Linked DNA regions of Mus musculus: region 1 is linked to region 2. Evidence: chromatin contacts called from public Hi-C data. All regions are on one chromosome and are shown on one strand. The core of a region is the stretch at or near the end of the contact, and the rest is flanking DNA. Distances in the headings are between cores, read along the strand shown. Region 1 overlaps Gm30507 (a long non-coding RNA gene). Region 2 overlaps Nrip1 (nuclear receptor interacting protein 1).

Region 1 (3,862 bases), core at 818-3,317, 120 kb after region 2:
AAGAATAGAGGAAGAGGAAGGGAAAAGCATGGTGACTGCCTCAGCATTTTTAAGATCTCTTGTTCATCTTTATGTCAAGGGTCCACACGCATATATGTCTTTCTTCAAAAAATACTGGAAAACTAGAGGACATGGGAAGACTTACTGTAGAACTATTTTTGCTTTACTTTTGGGGAAATAAATGGAAGGATGTATATTAACTCAGAGTGGATATGCCCTTTGTGTATGATTGAGCTTGCTCTGCTATATAGTCATATAGTTCATTGGTTGATGTAGGCAAACTATGGTTATGAACTTGACAAGCCCTAACATATACATGGTCATAGAGTGTGAGGTTTTTTCGGTGTCTCAAGGAACCTCAGCATATTAGGAACTGGGAAGAATCTTGTTGAGACTGTAGTATGGTTGTTTGAAAAAAATACAGTGCAGGGCTTAGTGGTCTTAAGGTATGCAGTAGACTTCCATGGTGAACTACTCTAAGCCAGGCTTCTGAAAACTATAGTGCTCTATTGTCTCGAGGTTCTTTGGAGTTGTTGGAAGCTACAGGCCACCTCTACAATCTGTAGGGTAACTCTTTGTTGCCTTTCCTGATTCTCTTATGGTTCTCCAGAAATTTTTGGTTGCCTTGGTTTGGGAGTGCACAACAATCTGTCTGTACTGTCACATTGTGTCTCTAACATCAGAGACACATTTATGGATAAGAGTACCAGAAATATTGGCGGAAGGGTCAGCCTACTCTAGTATGACCTCATCCTATTACAAATTACATCTGCAATGACTCTACTTCCAAGTAAGGTCATATTTCTGGGGCCCCAGGAGTTGGATTTTAATGCAAATTTTTAAGGAAAGTAGCAATATCATTCAAAAATATTAAATATGTGATGTCCAAGCACTCACTGTGTTTTACATTGAAGAAATGATTAGTGGCTTTGGAGAGCACTGAGATCAAACTCAAAGCAAAGTTCACAGCAGTGGCTTAGTGAGTGTCAAGTGGATAAGGGTCCCTGTGAACAAGAGAAGTGCATAATCCGAAGTCAACAGAACGCTGAGGATTTGAGAGTCTTTGAGAATCCTAGCTGCTCATCAGTGTACAGTGAAGGAGTCTTAAGGCAGCAAGTACATTTTCTTAGTGAAGTAATATAGAATGAAATGCTCTAGTTCACTAAAGTTTATATTTATATGGTTACTAACATAATCATGTGTTTGGTTATGTGCTTCCTGTCAACACAAACTCTTAGACTATTACAGTCAGTTCAAAAACACTTATACTGACGTAAGCTTATTGGGTTATATGAGAGTACATGTATACTCACATGTTTTTCCATACTTTATAGTATTCCCCAAGAGTCAAAACATTGCTCAGTTATAAAACGTAGCCAATTTGTCATAACACAGTGGTCTAGAAAGAGAAGGGCATTCACAGTTTATAATCTGAAAAGACTGCTTTTCCCTCAGAGTCTAGAGAAATCACTGGTTCATTTTTCTATGAGGAAGTCAAAGTTTGTTCAACATTTGGAGTTTCTGACTCTCTGTTTCTCATGCACAGGACCCTGGGTTCAGTTCCCAGAACTAAAGAAACAAAATTGAATCCCCTTTGTTCAAACTTGGCAAGACAAAGTAATTAGCAGTGCTTCCAGGTTGTTTTGTTTCCTAGTGTATCGTATATTTAAATATACTTTATGTGTTGTGGATGTTTTTCAGTGAAAATGGAATGTTTTTATAGGCAATTAGTATTTTCAATTAACTAATTGATATTAAAACTGTGTATAGAAGGTTGTTTGCTTCAGGATAGTATTGGGTTTCAATAATAACTTTTGATTCAGGAAAATTCTATACAAATGTGTTCCTATTTCCTTTTCCTAATCTCTCTTGAGAAAGCAAACACGAGTGAATATGTACTTAGCATTTGTTGGTGGGACGGAAGGACTGCTTGGCTCAACTTTGAACCTGGAGCATTTTTCTTTCTAAATCAATGAGTCTTTCCTGCTGAAAGCTCTACTGGTAGAGAGAGAAGCATTAGAGCCCAGAAGCAGGGGAAACCATCCTTGACAGGTTCAATGTTGCCCCCCTCAGGAGTGTCTATGCAATGGAACGTTGCGATCACCGCCCAAGGGTTTGAAGTGCTGAGGTGCAGTCAAACCTTTGAACTTAGGTTGAAAGAGCAAGTGAACATAAACAACACAGAAATCACTCTTCTCCATCTGAACTGGAGGCCGAAGAAAATGCTCTCTATTTGTGTGTGCAGAGCCAGCCTTGCCCTGAGGGGAAAGATGATTCTTTTGATAGCCTGGGAAGTAGCATTTTCTGTAAGAGAAGTTCTTAGGTTATAGGAACTTTCTGGTGACTCACACTAGCTGGCTTCTTCGGTTGAGCTGGGCAGCCCATAATCTCTTCGGGTTCAGCTTTAGGAAATTGCCCCCTAATGGGCTTTAGGTGACAGGCAGTGTCTGGACGTAGGAAGGGGAATTATTGTAGTTGACCCAGAATGGACATGGGACTTTGGAACCTCCTGGATAACATAGTTGCTTACCTTCTTGTTATCAGCCTGAAAAACTTAATCAAGTGACACACTTTTAGTCCCCTGACTGTCTCATGACCAACGGGAAGATCTTAGGCAAAGCTCAATCCAGGAAGATTGTCATAAAGTTTTCGACTGGACTCTGCCTCAGGAAAAGTTTAGCGTGTCCTGGCTTGCGTTCATAATGCTGACTCTGAGAGCTTAAGGTTTTGCCTTTTTTTTTTTTTTTTTTTGTGCCCTTTGTGGTGTTAGGAAGCAATCACAGGAATGCACACATGGTAGGAGATGTTCCGTCATGCAGGTGTATCCCTAGCCTGAAGGAGTAATGTGTTCTGGAATACAGTAAGTAACGTTCTTAAGCTCACGTACAGAACACCATGTAGCAGATTCATTCCTGTTTTTACAAAGGCTGTGGAATGGAGGAACCATAGACTTGCTAAAGGTTAGTGATGTCAGGAATGAGGAAAGACTTGTTCACGTGGAAGAGAATCTCATCCAAAGCTATGGCAATACTAAAACATTACTGTGGCAGCTCTCTCTTGCACGTCCACGCTTGCCCAAGTTTGCTAGGCAGAAGACCCTGGAGTCCATTTCAGAGGAACGTTTTGTGTTCACAGTGACATGGCTGTCACTCTTACAAAGCATCTGCTTTCTGTGCCATTAATCACACTTCTTTTACAAATATAATTAAATAGAAGTGATGACAAATTGGAGTAATGCTTTTATCTTAATAGTAGGCTTTAAGTATTTGGCTGATGCTATGATGTCTTTGTTAGACACGAGAAAGAGGATTATAATATACAAAGTCATGAAATATTTGTTCTATGCAAAGAAAGGAATCCTCAATCATTTTTATTTACATTCCTGTACAACCTGGGTCAGTCTGCCCCAGGAAATTCTCTTTTCTAGAGAAGTCTGCACACTGACCTCGTAGAGTAAACTTAGAGCATGGAACAAAGTCAGCCAAGGCTTTTGTTTGTTATGCATAATTATTGCCAGTTTCCTAGACTAAGACAGGGAATCATTAGTCTAAATAATTTTGGACAAAACTGATTTATTACTTAATTTAAATTTTTTTCATGTTCTTTAGATAGTAAAAAAAAAAAAAAAACAACAACATTTCTCTTCACTTTAGGATAAAAATAACAAACCAATCCATTAGTTACATAATTTTAGATTCTACTTCACCAGAAACATGTATTTTTTTTTTTAAACAATTGATTTTATTTTATTTTTTTAAAAAGATCAAAGACAGTCAAGTCAGGGACATGTCTTTAGCAGTTTGCATTGGTATAGTCGATTTAATTAAATAAAAGAGAAAGTAGAAGAAATCCCAGTTAGTTA
Region 2 (4,001 bases), core at 903-3,402:
AGTCACAATAAATAGCTACCCCTTCCTGTGTCACCCCAGCTCTGCTCTGCCTGCAAATCCGTTGCTCTGACCTAGAATGTGGTCATTTTCTTGTGGTGGGCTGTCTCCATCTTTAGCCGCCACCTCTCTCACCATCTGCACACGCAGATAACCAAAACCTAGGTCATCCCTACTTGGGTGTGTCCAGGGCACTTGCCAAATGAATGAATGCTTCCAGCTTAGCACTTAGCAGCATCAGCTCCCTGCCTCTCTCTCTGCACAGAGAACAAAGAAAAGATGTGCGGTGCACAGTGCTGTTATGAACTTGCTAGGTATTACAGCCCTGAGCGCGTGTGTTTTACAACTACATAGCTGAATTCTCGTGAGTGGAGATGTGGTTGAGGTTCAGTAGAGTCCTGAACTTACTTATGCTGTTTTCTGAGAGGAAATAATTTCCTTGCTTCTTGCTTCTGCTAACTACTCGCTTGTTGCTATTGTTGTTGTTGTTGTTAATCCTGGGATGGGGTGTGCAGGTCAGGGGACAACTTTGGCTTGGGTTCTCCCTCTCTAGCTTTATGTGGGTTCCAGGAACCAGACTCAAGTAGATAACATGTGCAGCAAGCTGTTTTTACCTACTGAGCCATCTCACAGTCCAGTCACAACAGTACCCAGTTTACTTCATGAAACTGTGTTCTGAGCGCTAGAGCTGGTGTGTTTGTTTATTTGTTTGTTTTGTCATTGTTGGTTTTTGTTTTTTGTTTTTGTTTTTTTTTTTCTTCTTCCCAGACAGGGTTTCACTGTATAGCCTTGGATGTCCTGGACCTCCAAGCTCTAAAGACCAAGCTTCCAGGAACTCACAGAGATCCCCATGCCTCTGCCTCCTGAGTTCTGGGATCAAAGGTGTGCACTACTGTGCCCCACTCTGTTATTTTGTTTTTGTTTTTATCATTTTGTATTGTTTGGTTTTAGAATAATTATTTTCAAACTTGCCTACTATAGCTCCTGCATTGAAATCCAAAGGCCCTGCTTTGGGAAAGGCCAAACATTTACCTCTCTTTAGTCTGTTTTCTGCTGCTCTAACAATATACCCAAGGCTGAGTACCGGAAGAGGAATGCATGTTTCTCGGTACTGAGCAGTCTGGGAGCACTGTGCAGTCATTTGCTTGGTGTCTGGTGAAGGCTGCATGGTACATCCTAAGAATCACTGGATAGCAGGGGATACTGCGCAGTGAGAGCACTCAGAGACCTGCCATTCTAAGTGCTAATTTCTTCCTTTATAGGGGCCACACCTTTATGACATCATTCCATCCCGTTAGTACCATTAGTGGATGAAATTGAGGATGCAGGCTCTAACACATAAGTCTGGGGGTGTCACACTCAAACCATAGCAAGGAAGCCTCAACTGCCTCGCTCTTCTTTCTCTTTTGGCCTATACATGGATGGAGATGCTGAGAACAGTGTGGAAAAGGGCACGTTTGCCTCTCCCAGCAAACAGCACTGAGCTAGCTTTACCAGGTTCTTCTCAGGTCCTTCTCAGGTCTGTTTCTAGTCACATGATACTATTTGATTGTCACTTTAGCAAGGTATATGCAATCGTACCTGGTCTTCGATTTAACCAGCCCAGAGCTTATTTTTCAAACACTGAAAGTCCTAGATTCGTGTCGATGGAGTGATTTGATTTTTACAGTGCTGCAAATCTAAGATATAGCTGTAGTTTTCAGGTTTATCACCATGACACTAAAGTATAGTCAAGGAAAAAAAAAATACCCAGCTTGAATTCATTATAAATAAAACGGAAGGAATGTTTACTTTTGAGGACTAATAGTTCCCCCCTCCCTTCTTTTTGTGATTTCTTGCTTACATAATTTGTTATGAAAGAGTGCTTCTAGGTAAGCCATCTCTCCAGAGTGCTTGTAACGTCTTCTGTTCTGCTCTGGAAGGGTTAAGAGGAGACAGCATCCTGTCAAAGACCTTGTTTTTAATTTTGCTTCTCATACTGGCGCTGATCCTGCTAAGAGCAGCCCAGATTAGTTCGGGAAACCTTTGAAGAGATTTAAGATGTCCTTCAGCCAGTTTGAAGGTTTTTGTCTTGCAAATCCAGTACAAGGGCGCCTGCAGGCATCTCGACCCTTGCTGAGCCGCTGATGCAGCTCAAGGTCACTCTAACCCGCCCTGTGACATTCAACAACAACAGAAAAAAAATTATGCGGTGGAACTGCTTCAGCATTCAGCCAACCAACAACTTCCTCAGTGAGGGAACTGGGGAAGAAGTCTCTCTCCCCTCCCCCCACCTCTACTCTCTTTTTTTTTTGGGGGGGGGGGAGGCTTTGTGAATTTTTTGCTGTAGGAAATAATCCCGGATTTCTGGTGTGCGTGATGACAAGGTCATTTCTTAATTAGAACACATGTAAAGAAGAAAGCTAAATGGCTTCAAAACAGCTTTGTAGTTGATGGAGAGGATTTAAATTATTTAAAGAGATAGTCACCCATGTATGATGGAAACCGAATTCTAAAGGCATTAACTCCTTCCTCCCCATCTCCTTGCCCTTTCTTTGCATTCTCCATGTCTGACATTGCGGGGTTGCACTCTAAAATAAGGAAAATTTGTCCAAGAGTCTGGTTTATGTTTTGAGACAAAACATAATTTATAAATGTAATCCTGAGATAAACTTTTAATGGAGTTTTCTCTCGGAGACACGGCTCCTGGAAATTTTATCAAATGGCTGGAAGAACTAGGGCTGACCCTCTGGCGGCTGTGATTCATTTATACTGTATAGGAGGGAGGTGCGTAGGGCCTGATACCTTCTCTCTCTCCCCCCTGACACACCCACTTCCGATGGAGATGCCTCACTGAACTCATTAGCCCCTGTTTCTTTCAAATCAACAGCGGATCCAGATCAGGTCTTTCAAGTTTCCAAGAATTGACACGGATTTAAAATGGACCTTCCAAAATTTGTTTCTGAGGGCAGTTGACATGCTAAGGCTAATAACACCAGACCCATGAATACTTCACAGCCATGTTGGGTTTGCTCTGCTGTGGGCCAGTAGCTCAATGAGATAGACTCCAGGAGAGTCAATGTCTTCTGCTTGGACTTCATGCATGACCCTGGGGCCCAATAATGAAAGATTAATTAATTTTATGATTGTTATATTTATAGGTATTAGATATAAACCATTAAAATTGTTATTTCTTTATGTGAGAGAAAATCACATTTGGGCCGAGAAACTTGATTTGAGTTTGATGATATTGGCAGAAGAATTTCCTCAGAATTCAGACCCCATTGCTTTTCTGCAAATAGGAGCTAATGGGAATCTGGCCAACTAGTGTGTAAAGATGTATAGTAGTTTCAGTGTGAGTATTTTAACAGGTAGTTTGGATTCTGTAAGCTACACTTAACATTTTTAAGTTGGAGTGGATAACACAGTAGATTGTATAAGAACTACCTAGAATTTACTAGACCTGTTCTTGGGAGGGATTTTCTTCCTGTCAAGAAACATTTGTTTTGAGTCCATGAAAAGAAAAAGGACTCTTACATCAAGACACATAGTTTTAGGTACAGATATCGAAAAGGATTTCAGGTTTGCCAAGAGACATAGTAGAAGGGACTCTATATGCAGGGACATGGCGCCAGGCAGTGAGCTTTGCCCTTGCCTGGAGTCTGGTATGCCCTAAATGTCATGTATGACCCAAGCTCACCTGCTACTCGTTCTAATTTACTGTCCTAATTCATCGATTTGTTATCGCTAATTGTTCTTCATTTACTTGTGTGTAGTTTCCAGTACCTAAAGGGTTGAAAGGTTGCTGTAATTGGCACCCGCAGCTGCTCTTTCTTTTGACAGGGGATAATTTTGCAGCCTATGCTTTGTGTGACAGCTGCCTAATTGGGCATTCTCCTCTTGTAGCAAGCCTGCCTCCTCCAGCCTCCCTGCTGACAAATGGTGGTGGATTATAGATGAGGACAAGCTGACCCATTCGACCTTGCTGAGACAGCGGGGAGGGGCCTCCTGCTACTTTAGGGAAG

Evidence for each region. Hi-C and Micro-C count contacts between places; a contact is called where the count stands out from the background.
Region 1: a contact with region 2 is called in a Hi-C map of uterus, with 6 times the contacts expected there. The contact joins two enhancer-like sites. A contact is called at or near these places in 7 of 484 Hi-C or Micro-C datasets (CD4 T cells, double positive thymocytes, nephron progenitors and 2 more) and 1 of 9 other capture datasets (adipose tissue).

Annotation. Positions count from the first base shown.
Region 1 is chr16:76,200,591-76,204,452 of GRCm38.p6, reverse strand. All of the region lies in intron 2 of Gm30507 (a long non-coding RNA gene), which reads left to right. Among named protein-coding and RNA genes, the nearest start is that of Gm30507, 47 kb to the left of the region's middle. Within about 2 kb of position 2,067, at least 58 of the 459 cell types and tissues checked have an H3K27ac peak or open chromatin away from gene starts, as enhancers often do. A contact at or near this core is called in uterus, where this site is marked.
Region 2 is chr16:76,319,907-76,323,907 of GRCm38.p6, reverse strand. All of the region lies in intron 3 of Nrip1 (nuclear receptor interacting protein 1), which reads left to right. Among named protein-coding and RNA genes, the nearest start is that of Gm30569, 21 kb to the right of the region's middle. Within about 2 kb of position 2,152, at least 78 of the 459 cell types and tissues checked have an H3K27ac peak or open chromatin away from gene starts, as enhancers often do. A contact at or near this core is called in uterus, where this site is marked.